Linked DNA regions of Sus scrofa: region 1 is linked to region 2. The links are chromatin contacts, called in public HiChIP or PLAC-seq maps. All regions are on one chromosome and are shown on one strand. Each heading gives the region's core, a stretch centred on a gene start, on an enhancer-like site or on the middle of the called end of the contact. The rest is flanking DNA. Distances are from core to core; before and after follow the strand shown.

The links. HiChIP or PLAC-seq counts read pairs in DNA pulled down with a chosen protein or histone mark.
Region 1: a contact with region 2 is called in an H3K27ac HiChIP or PLAC-seq map of alveolar macrophages. The contact joins two enhancer-like sites. A contact is called at or near these places in 2 of 47 Hi-C or Micro-C datasets (alveolar macrophages and heart right ventricle) and 2 of 2 datasets of contacts at active chromatin or transcription factors (alveolar macrophages and skeletal muscle).

The regions. Positions count from the first base shown.
Region 1 is chr15:46,053,621-46,058,236 of Sscrofa11.1, reverse strand. No RefSeq gene overlaps it. Among named protein-coding and RNA genes, the nearest start is that of HELT, 32 kb to the left of the region's middle. Within about 2 kb of position 2,521, at least 4 of the 83 cell types and tissues checked have an H3K27ac peak or open chromatin away from gene starts, as enhancers often do. A contact at or near this core is called in alveolar macrophages, where this site is marked.
Region 2 is chr15:45,902,096-45,906,775 of Sscrofa11.1, reverse strand. ACSL1 (acyl-CoA synthetase long-chain family member 1) reads left to right here. Exons shown (of 21, transcript NM_001167629.2): 3 at 3,453-3,567. Among named protein-coding and RNA genes, the nearest start is that of ACSL1, 29 kb to the left of the region's middle. Within about 2 kb of position 2,060, at least 14 of the 83 cell types and tissues checked have an H3K27ac peak or open chromatin away from gene starts, as enhancers often do. A contact at or near this core is called in alveolar macrophages, where this site is marked.

The DNA.
Region 1 (4,616 bases), core at 1,272-3,771, 150 kb before region 2:
CATATCATGTAGCTAAACTGAAGATGCCACGTTTTACTGGTAAAATAAATACAATCTGAATGTTAAACATCTTTCAATGGAGTGGAAATCAGGAGAGTATGCATACAAAATATCACACATATATTTCAGATCACATTTCAGCTAATCCTTTTACCTTCAAAGGTCTAACACTGATTGCTAAGTTGTTAGAGAATCAGGCTGTGGCAGATGGCAGACTCACAAAATATTTTTGTGGCCATAACTCAGAAACCCCTTTAGCAGAGCACTAGGTTTTCCAGATTAATGCCCTCTTTTTGCCCCCATTATTATAAATTCACTCTTCTCTACCAACAGGAGGGGCAAGATGTGTGCCCAGGGCAGGGAGTGCCCTGAGGTGGGGGGACTGAGGGTCTAGGCCCTGCCCCTCTAGCACTGTGTCCACCTTCACCCCCTGCGCCAGCACAGAGCCTGCGCTGTTTCCTCCAGGGCCTGTTCACCATATTGGCGGCGTCAGCCCTGAAATATGTTACTTCTACAATTGTCAACAAAGTCTTGTCATTTTTGGAGGCTGTGCCCATGGAGAACAAGGGCCACATCCCCTTGTCTGCCCAGATGTGCTTCTGCCCATCAGATAACTTAAACGTCCTTCTGCAGAGGAATGAGAGGCCTTCTGTCCAGTTTGGCTCAGCCAGGGAGGCCGAGGTCCAGGGGGACAGGGCGGGACTGAGGCAGTGTGAGCAAATGGCCCCGTTCATATCCCATCTGCACCCCAAACCCAGTGTGTCCTGCTTCTACTAGGGATTTGAGGTGACTGTTGTGACCTGGAGAGACTGTGAGATAAGGTCACTGCGTGTGGGCAGGAGCTGGTCTTCTCTGCAGAAGGTGGGCTTATCATCTGGGGGAACCCAAACCCTCTATCAGAAACCCCAAGGCGGGTGTTGACCTTGGCTGGGCAGGGAAGGGAGTCTCTCCCTCCCTCTCTTTAGGATTCTGACCATGTGCCAGGCCTTGGGGACTGATGGCCCCTGTTGTGGGAGCTGGGCAGGGAGGTGCCTGGGGAGGCCTTCATGCTGCTGTGACTAAGTTCTGTGATATGACTGGTTTTAAACCAAATCATCCAGGTGCATCTGTCCAAATTTCCCTTTTAGCAAAGCATTGTGTGTGCGCTGCTGATCTCCACATACTTCCCCTCTCTCCACCCAGCCTCTGACACACCTGGGCGTAGGTGGCCTCAGTGTGTAGCAGATTCCAAGGGTGAGGTCAGTTTTTAAAGATAAGGGTTGAGAGGCTTGGAGTAAAAGATAAAAGACAGAGATCGTAAAAAAAGATAATAAAGATTCTCCTTTCATTGATGACCATGGATGAGCCAGCTTCCAGAGAAGCAAGCCCTAACAGTAAGCAAGGCAGAAGCCCAGACAGGTAGACTGACAGCTTAAGTGGCCAGAGGTGCATGCAGGTGAATAGAGTGTGGAGCCTGAGGCCCTGGTGTCCAACCTGCAAAGCCACCTGCACGGGATTCCACTCCCCGGGAGTGGGCTGTAGGGAATCGGGCAGGTGCCTAGGAACCAGGAGAAGGAGTCCAGGGAGGGGCTTGAGGCAGGTACTCAAGGAGCAGAACAAGATCCTGTGTCCTGACACTGCAGTATGAGGCAGAGCCCAGTGATCAGGCCTAGGCTGCACAGTCTGCATGGCCGTGGCCCCCAGTCAGGCTGCTGGCCACTGGATGTCAAGCTACTGACCCTTCCCCTTCTCCTGCAGTCAGGAACCAGGCGGCTTCTAGAGTTGTGCCGTCCAATATGGTAGCGTGGCTTTTAAATTTAATTTTTAATTAAGTGAACATTTAAAAAAAAATCAAGGATTCAGTTCCGGATTTGCACTCACCGCAATCAAGTACTGAACAGTGAGTATGGCTAGCGCCTGGGGCAGCACAGATCCCAAGGTCACAGGAAGTTCAACTAAACAACACTGGGCTGTGCTGAGCTCTGGCTTTAGGCAGGGAAAGAAGGGAATCAGTGGACCAAGACGTTCCTGACATGTCGAGGAAGAGCAGCAGAGTGGCCCTGTCATCACCCAGGCAGTAACCTTGCTGCTCTCCCGACTTCTGCAAACCACCCATGTGTGCTACCTCTGTGCCCAGTTCCTCAAAGTCTTACAGCCACTCTATGGCCTTGTCTCTACAAAAGGCCTTGTTAGAAACAAAAACCAAACCAAAAAAAAAAAAAAACCTACTTTGATCCAGTGATTCTGCTTCTGGAAATTTATCCAATGAATATACTCATAGATCTTCAAAAAGGGACCTGTAGAAGGGACTTTCTGTGTGACATTATTAATTTTGGAAGGGTCGTATTTATTGGGAGTATAATTTGCATACAATAAAATTTACTCTTATTGGGTGTACAGCTGGATGAATTGTGTCAATGTATACAGTTGTGTAAACGCCTGCACGATGAAAAATGTTCCCATCTTTCCGGAAGTGCTGCCCTTTGTCATCAGTTCCCTCCCACAAGCCCAGCCCCTGGCAACCACTGACGTGCTTTTGCTTTCTATGCCACAGTTTTGCCTTTTCACATAGGTTGTGTAAATGGCATCACACAGTGTGTAACGTTCTTGTCTGGCTTCTTCCATTTTAGCATAGTGATTCTGAGATGCACCCACGATACTGTGTCTGTCAGTGGTTTGTTCCTTTGTGTTGCTGAGCAGTATTCCACGATCCATGGATGTATCATAGGTTGTTTATCCATTTTCCTGTTCTTGTGCATTGGGGTTATTTCTAGTGTTTGGCGATTAAGAATAAAGCTGCCATAAACATTCATGTCCAAATCTTTGTGTGGCTGGCAGAGTTATATTCATGAGCAAGCTTTCAGAAAGAACCTCAGTATCTAACATCTAACACCTAATACTCCTTATGGTGAAGGGGCTAAGTGCAGCCACCCAAACCGTGTTTTATTTTATTTATTTATTTGTCTTTTTAGGGCCACACCTGCAGCACATGGAGGTTCCCAGGCTAGGGTTCTAATTGGAGCTGTACCCTCTGGCCTACACCACAGCCACAGCAATGCCAGATCTGAGCCACATCTGCCACCTATACCACAGCTCACAGCGATGCCAGATCCTTAACCCACTGAGTGAGGACAGGGATTGAACCTATGTCCTCATGGATGCTAGTCAGATTCATTTCCATTGAGCCACAATAGGAACTGCCTGAAACCACGTTTTAAAAGACTTATTTATAGTAGAGAAATATTTCACTTGTTTAGTATAAAAATAATGGAACACATAATAATATGTTTGCCAGGTGAAAGTGGACAGTGATCATCTCTGACTCATGGAGGATTTTTTTTTTTTTTTTTTGCTTTTTAGGGCCACACCCGCAGCATATGGAGGTTCACAGGCTAGGGGTCTAATTGGAGGCCTAGCCACCAGCCTACGCCACAGCCACAGCAACGCCAAATCTGAGCCACATCTGCAACCTACACTACAGCTCATGGCAATGCTGGATCCCTAACCCACTGAGGAAGACCAGGAATTGAACCGGCAACCTCATGGTTCCTAGTTGGATTCGTTTCCGCTGCGCCACAATGGGAACTCCATCATGGAGGATATTTTTATTTTGTTCTTTATTATACATTTCTCCATGAACTCTCTGAGCTTGTAAGAACCAGGAAAATGGTCCATACCTAATGAGGTTTACTGTGAGGAACCTTGAGGCAACAAGAAGACAGGAATCTTGTCTGCATGGAAGACCGGGATGAGGACCATGTGGGTAAGATGGAGACAGTCACCTGCTCAGACTTTGCAGAGGCAACAGGCCACCGACCCTGCAGAGGGTCCACCCGCTGTCCCTGTCTGTGCTCCCTCATCCTGTCAGTCAGTCCAGCTCTCATTGGATGAAATGCCAGGGCTATTTCTTTCCAGACACAATACAAACATGGTCCCTTCCCTCACAAAGCTAAGAGTCTAGTGTCTCTCTCCTCTCCCTCCCCTCTCCCCAACACCCTCTTTCTACCCTCCCCACTCAGTCTCCTCCACCCTCTTCTACCACCAGCTCAACCTTCTCTGTTCCCCTTCATCCTCCTCTCTGCCTCCTGCTTGTGTACAAGTCCTGCTTCGTCTAGCCTTTGTCTCCTTCCTTCTCTCGGTGGTCCTTAGACTGATGCTGCTTCTACCTGCTTTCCACTCCTGTATGCCTCACATTTAAACTCCAAGAGAGGAGTTCCCGTTGTGGCTCAGCAGGTTAAGAACCCAACTAGTATCCATGAGGATCTCTGGCCTCGCTCAGTGGGTTAAGGATCCGGCATTGCCATGAGCTGTGGTGTAGGTCACAGATATGGCTCAGATCCCAAGTTGCTATGGCTGTTGTGTAGGCTGGCAGCTTCAGCTCCAGTTGGATCCCTAGCCTGAGAACTTCCATATGCTGTGGGTTTGGCCCTAAAAAGACATAAACTCCGAGAGAGGAGACCTGATTGGCTCAGTGAGTCACAGTGAAACCAGGACAAGGCTTTCACAAGAGCCCACCCCACGGACCATGGCCAGCCTGTGGCATGGCTGCCCTTGAGCCAGGTATCTACCCTGGTCCAGCAGCCGAGGCCACATAGCACACTGCACGGCTAGCCATAGGTAAGAAGCCCCTAGGAGAA
Region 2 (4,680 bases), core at 811-3,310:
AAACAAGGCCTGAAAACACAATTTGATTTTGTCCAAATGTTGCTCTCGGGTGTCATAAAGCAGGGACACGTGGATGCATACATGACAGAAACGTGTGCTGCCGTGTTTAGTGAAGTTTAAAAATAGCCTCCCCCGAGCAGGGTCCTCTCCTTGAATTAAAGGTGGCAGGTGTGGGCCTTCTGAGCCTCTGGAGAGAAAACTTTCCTGCACACCAATGTCTAAACAGCCGACTGAGGAGTTCCCATTGTGGCTCAGTGGATTAAGAACCCAACTGGTATCCATGAGGATGTGGGTTTGATCCCTGACCTTGCTCAGTGGATTAAAGGATCTGGCATTGCCATAGCTGCAGTGTGGGTCGTGGATGTGGCTCAGATCTGGCTGTGGCTGTGGCTGTGGCGTAGGCTGGCAGCTGCAGCTTTGACTGGACCCTTAGCCTGGGAACCTCCACATGCTGCAGGTGCGGCCCTAAAAAGACAAAAAAGTAAAATAAAAAATAAAAAGCCAACTGAGGATGAGAAACAGACATGGTTCCTTCTGGCTCATTCTAAGCAGCAGCCACACAGAGATGGCTGCAGGAGGTCCGTTTTGCTGGAACTGTGTGCATTTGTGGGATTTGGGTTCCGTGGCTCTGTGCGCCCTCTCTGTGGAGGTTGGGGAGCTCTTCTCCCTCGTGCGGGTAGCTGACTGTCCCTGGAGACCACACTGATGTGTGTTTGGCGGTTTACCCAGCACCCCTTAGGCAGGTCCTCCCATCGGGGCGGCGGAGCTCAGGCAGCTGGAAACTGAAGAGCTTGTTGGGGGCTGGTGGGAAAAGCCTCCTGGGGGTGCAGAACCAGACCCCAGTAGGCCCCCAGTGGTCTGGGCCTGTCTGCTCTAAGACGGAGGTGAACAGAGTGTAGGCTGAATCTGAACCCAGATGCCCCACGTGGCAGGTTTGAAGCTCGTTCCACGTTAGGACCTGGGATCGAGTCAGGAAGGCCTCCCCACTGTCTCTTCTCATCTGCGAAGTGGCTGGACTGTGGGCCCCTTGCTCACTCCTTCTACCTCCTGCACTCAGATGACAACACCCAGCACCGATCTAACTGGTGCTGCCTCCCCTTCCTCACTCACTGGGCATAACGGATCTTGGGAAGTTGGCTGGTTAAGTGGTGAGCGTGAGCAGTGAACCTGAGGGTCCCCCTGTGACATTTATGTCAGTATAATAATGGGGGAGTGCTCTTAAAATGTCCTATTCATCATTTTTAAAATGTGGTGAGGAGCATCACCTATTGGCCGGTCTTTAATAAAGGCCGAGTTTGCTCTGTCAGTGACCCCGTGTTGCTGCATAGGAGAACTGATGTCCAGAAAGCCTCTAGATCCCGGTATGGAAACGTCACTCTGTGCCTGTTGATAAAAGGCGGCAGGTGATGGTGGTCTGGGCATGTAAGAGGCAGGTAAGATCTGAGTACTGGGAGGAGTGTATTTTGGAAAGAGCCAAAAAAAAGGTCGTTTTTACCAGACAGTGGTTCTACTTGCTGCTTTTGTCCCGGGAGATGGATTAGACATTGAAATCCAGCCAAGTCTTCAGCAGTCTTTAGAAGTTACTCGGTCCTTCCCCCTCCCTCTGTGTGCTGTCTCTTCCTTCCCCTTCTCTCTTCCTTCCCCTCCATCCCTCCCTCCCTGCTACTTCCTTCCCTCCCTGCCCCACCTCCACCCCCCAGCCCCTCTCCTTAGAAGGAATAAACAGTAGTAACACAAGGGGTAGTTGACTCTTAGAGTCTGTAGATAATCCATTTTCTAGATGGAGATGAACGAGCCCACAATTTACAAAGCTTGGGCCTTTCTATCGCCACAAAATCCTCAGGGATGAAGTTATTTGCTTTTGCCTTTAAACTTGGGAGTGATGCAAATGGACTCTCCCCATCAAGTGTTCCTTTTTCTCAAATATTGGCAAGAGTTCTGGTCTTGGGCTATTGCAGATGCTCACTATCTTCCTGTCCTGACTACCCCCCAGGGGCACTTGACCATTTATTTCCTAACTCAGCCCTGCCCGGGGAGCCTGACCTCCAGAGGATCCTCAGCTTGTATGGCTGTTGCCGAGTATACTCATGACCTCTGATGTGACCGTAATGTGGTCACTACACACTGACTCATGATCTTTTATTTTTCTTAAACTGGGAAAACTGTATAACCACCTTAAAGAGGAAATAAAAGGCCTGTAATCCTCCCTGACTCAATCTTATTGTCTGTTTCCTGCGCAATCCACTGAGCATGTCTTGTATAGCGCTCCCTGTTTTCTTTTTTTTTTTTTCTTTCTTTTTTTGCTTTTTAGGGCCACACTCGCAGCATATAGAGGTTCCCAGCCTAGGGGCTGAATCAGAGCTACAGCTGCCGGCCTACACCACAGCCACAGCAATGCAGGATCCAACCTGCATCTGCGACCTACACCACAGCTCACAGCAACACCAGATCCTTAGCCCACTGAGTGAGGCCAGGGATCGAACCCGAAACCTCATGGTTACTAGTCAGATTCATGTCTGCTGTACCACAAAGGGAACTCCATCTCTCCCTGTTGTCTTGAGCACAGCTGGAACCCCCACCTCCACACCATCTGCAGCTTGTGTCAGAAGTCCAGGAAGGCCCCTTCAAAGTATTTTTTCTTTCAAGAGTTCCCGTTGTGGCTCAGTGGTTAACAGGAGTGTGGGTTGCAGACGCGGCTCAGATCCCGCTTTGCTGTAGCTGTGGTATAGGCCAGTGGCTACAGCTCTGATTTGACCCCTAGCCTGAGAACCTCTGTATGCCGTGGGTGAGGCCCTAGAAAAGACAAAAAAAGATATATATATATTTTCTTTCAAGTAAGTGTTCCTAGAAATAGCTACATGTGCTTGAATAACCCAGTAGTTAAATGCCCTGCCTTTGAAATGGCTCAGTTTTTGTCACACACACAAACGTTTGCACTCTCATTGTTCTAGACACACTTCCCAGTGCTTGGCATGCAAGCCCTCATCTCTGTAGGTAACTAAGGTTGCTAACATCCAGTGTGTATGGATCGCACTTTCATTTGAGAAGAATGATAACACACGTGCACATCGAAGGTGGTGATTCTTGCAGTTCCCTGGTGGCTCAGCGGGTTAAGGATCTGTGGGTTATCACCACTGTGGTTCAGGTCACTGCAATGGCATGGGTTCAGTCCCTGGCCAGGGAACTTCCACCTGCCATGGGCACCCCCTCCCCCAAAATGATGATTCTTTATGGGCACATGTGATCATTTCATAAACAGATGTCAAAGCACATATCTTGTTGCTCGGTCTCCCTTACCCTCATTTCATTCACTCTTTTCTTGAAATTACAGAGTACACCTTACAATTAAGTGAGGTTGTGACAGTTCCTCATGTTAGGTGGACTTTTTTTTTAGGTTGACTTTTTATATTTGATTCTCTCTTCTAACATGCCATCTGTCTGTCTTTCCCTAGGGCAGTGATGGCGCCCGGAGATCCGCGATCCTTGACAGTGATGAGCCCTTGGCGTATTTCTATGATGATGTCAGAACGTTATACGAAGGTTTCCAGAGGGGCATACGGGTGTCCAGTAAGCATCTGGCTGAATTTGTGTGACTAACACTTAATGTCTCCCATTCAGAAAGAGGGTCTTTCTTCAGAAAGCTGTATTTGCGCTCCTTCCCACCCACTCAGCCTGGCTGCTGGTCCCCTGTCTCCTCTGTAACTTCCATGAGTCTGAGCACACGGCCTCTGGGTTTCCCAGACAGAGGGGCTTCTGCGGTCAGATGCATGTTTCGTGGAGACACATGTCCATTAGCTCAGTACAGACGCGGACGTTTCCTGCAATGAAGAGACCTTTTTAATTGGGCCTGATCCAACATTTTCTTAAACTTGCTTGACCCACATTTTGAGAAATAGACACTGACCTCCGTGGGAGCAGTGTCCTCTCAGAGACACTGGGGACTGCCCTGTGTCCCTGACAGAGGCACAAGGCCGGGTACCAGCACCTGCCTTCCAGCCCTGCAACTTCCTGGCTCTGTGCTCACCCCCAAGTCACACTGAGCTCTGACAGAGCCTCGGTGCCTGTGCTCTCTCTGCCCCATGGCTCCTTGTGCCTTTTTGTCTCTGATTACAAAGCTTCTTCTTTCCCATCCCCGTCCAGGGTGCCTGATAGCCACTGATTTTGTAGAAGTCATGTGACATCTCGCCTTTTTAATAAAATCTTCCTGGTCTGTCGTTTTCATCCCCCACCTCCGAGTGAGGCGATCCCCCTTTCCCCAGCACCATGTACCTATTTCTGTAGCAGCCCTTTCAGGGTGCACAGGCATAGTGGGGCACCCTATCCCCCAGCCAGGGCCACCTCTTCCCCTGGCACGGAGCCCACACACAGTTAGTGCTTCATTAACTTGCCCTCAGTGAAGGGGACAATGCCCTCTGCTCCTTGCCCCTCTTTTTGTTTTCACATCTTCCTTTTTGCTTATTCCAGGTTCCTCTCTAGAAGCGACCTTTGGGACCCATGGCTTATCATTAAATCTCTTGGTGTCAGCTTCCCTCCCGCCACTGCCAGCTAGACCGTGACTACCTTATGTCCAGGGACACTGCTGCCTCTGTCCCCCACAATATGTTGCATGTAGTATGTGTCCAAGAAGTACCCCTTGCTTTTTCCTTAACACTCAACCCAGTAAAAAGCAGCTGGCTTAGT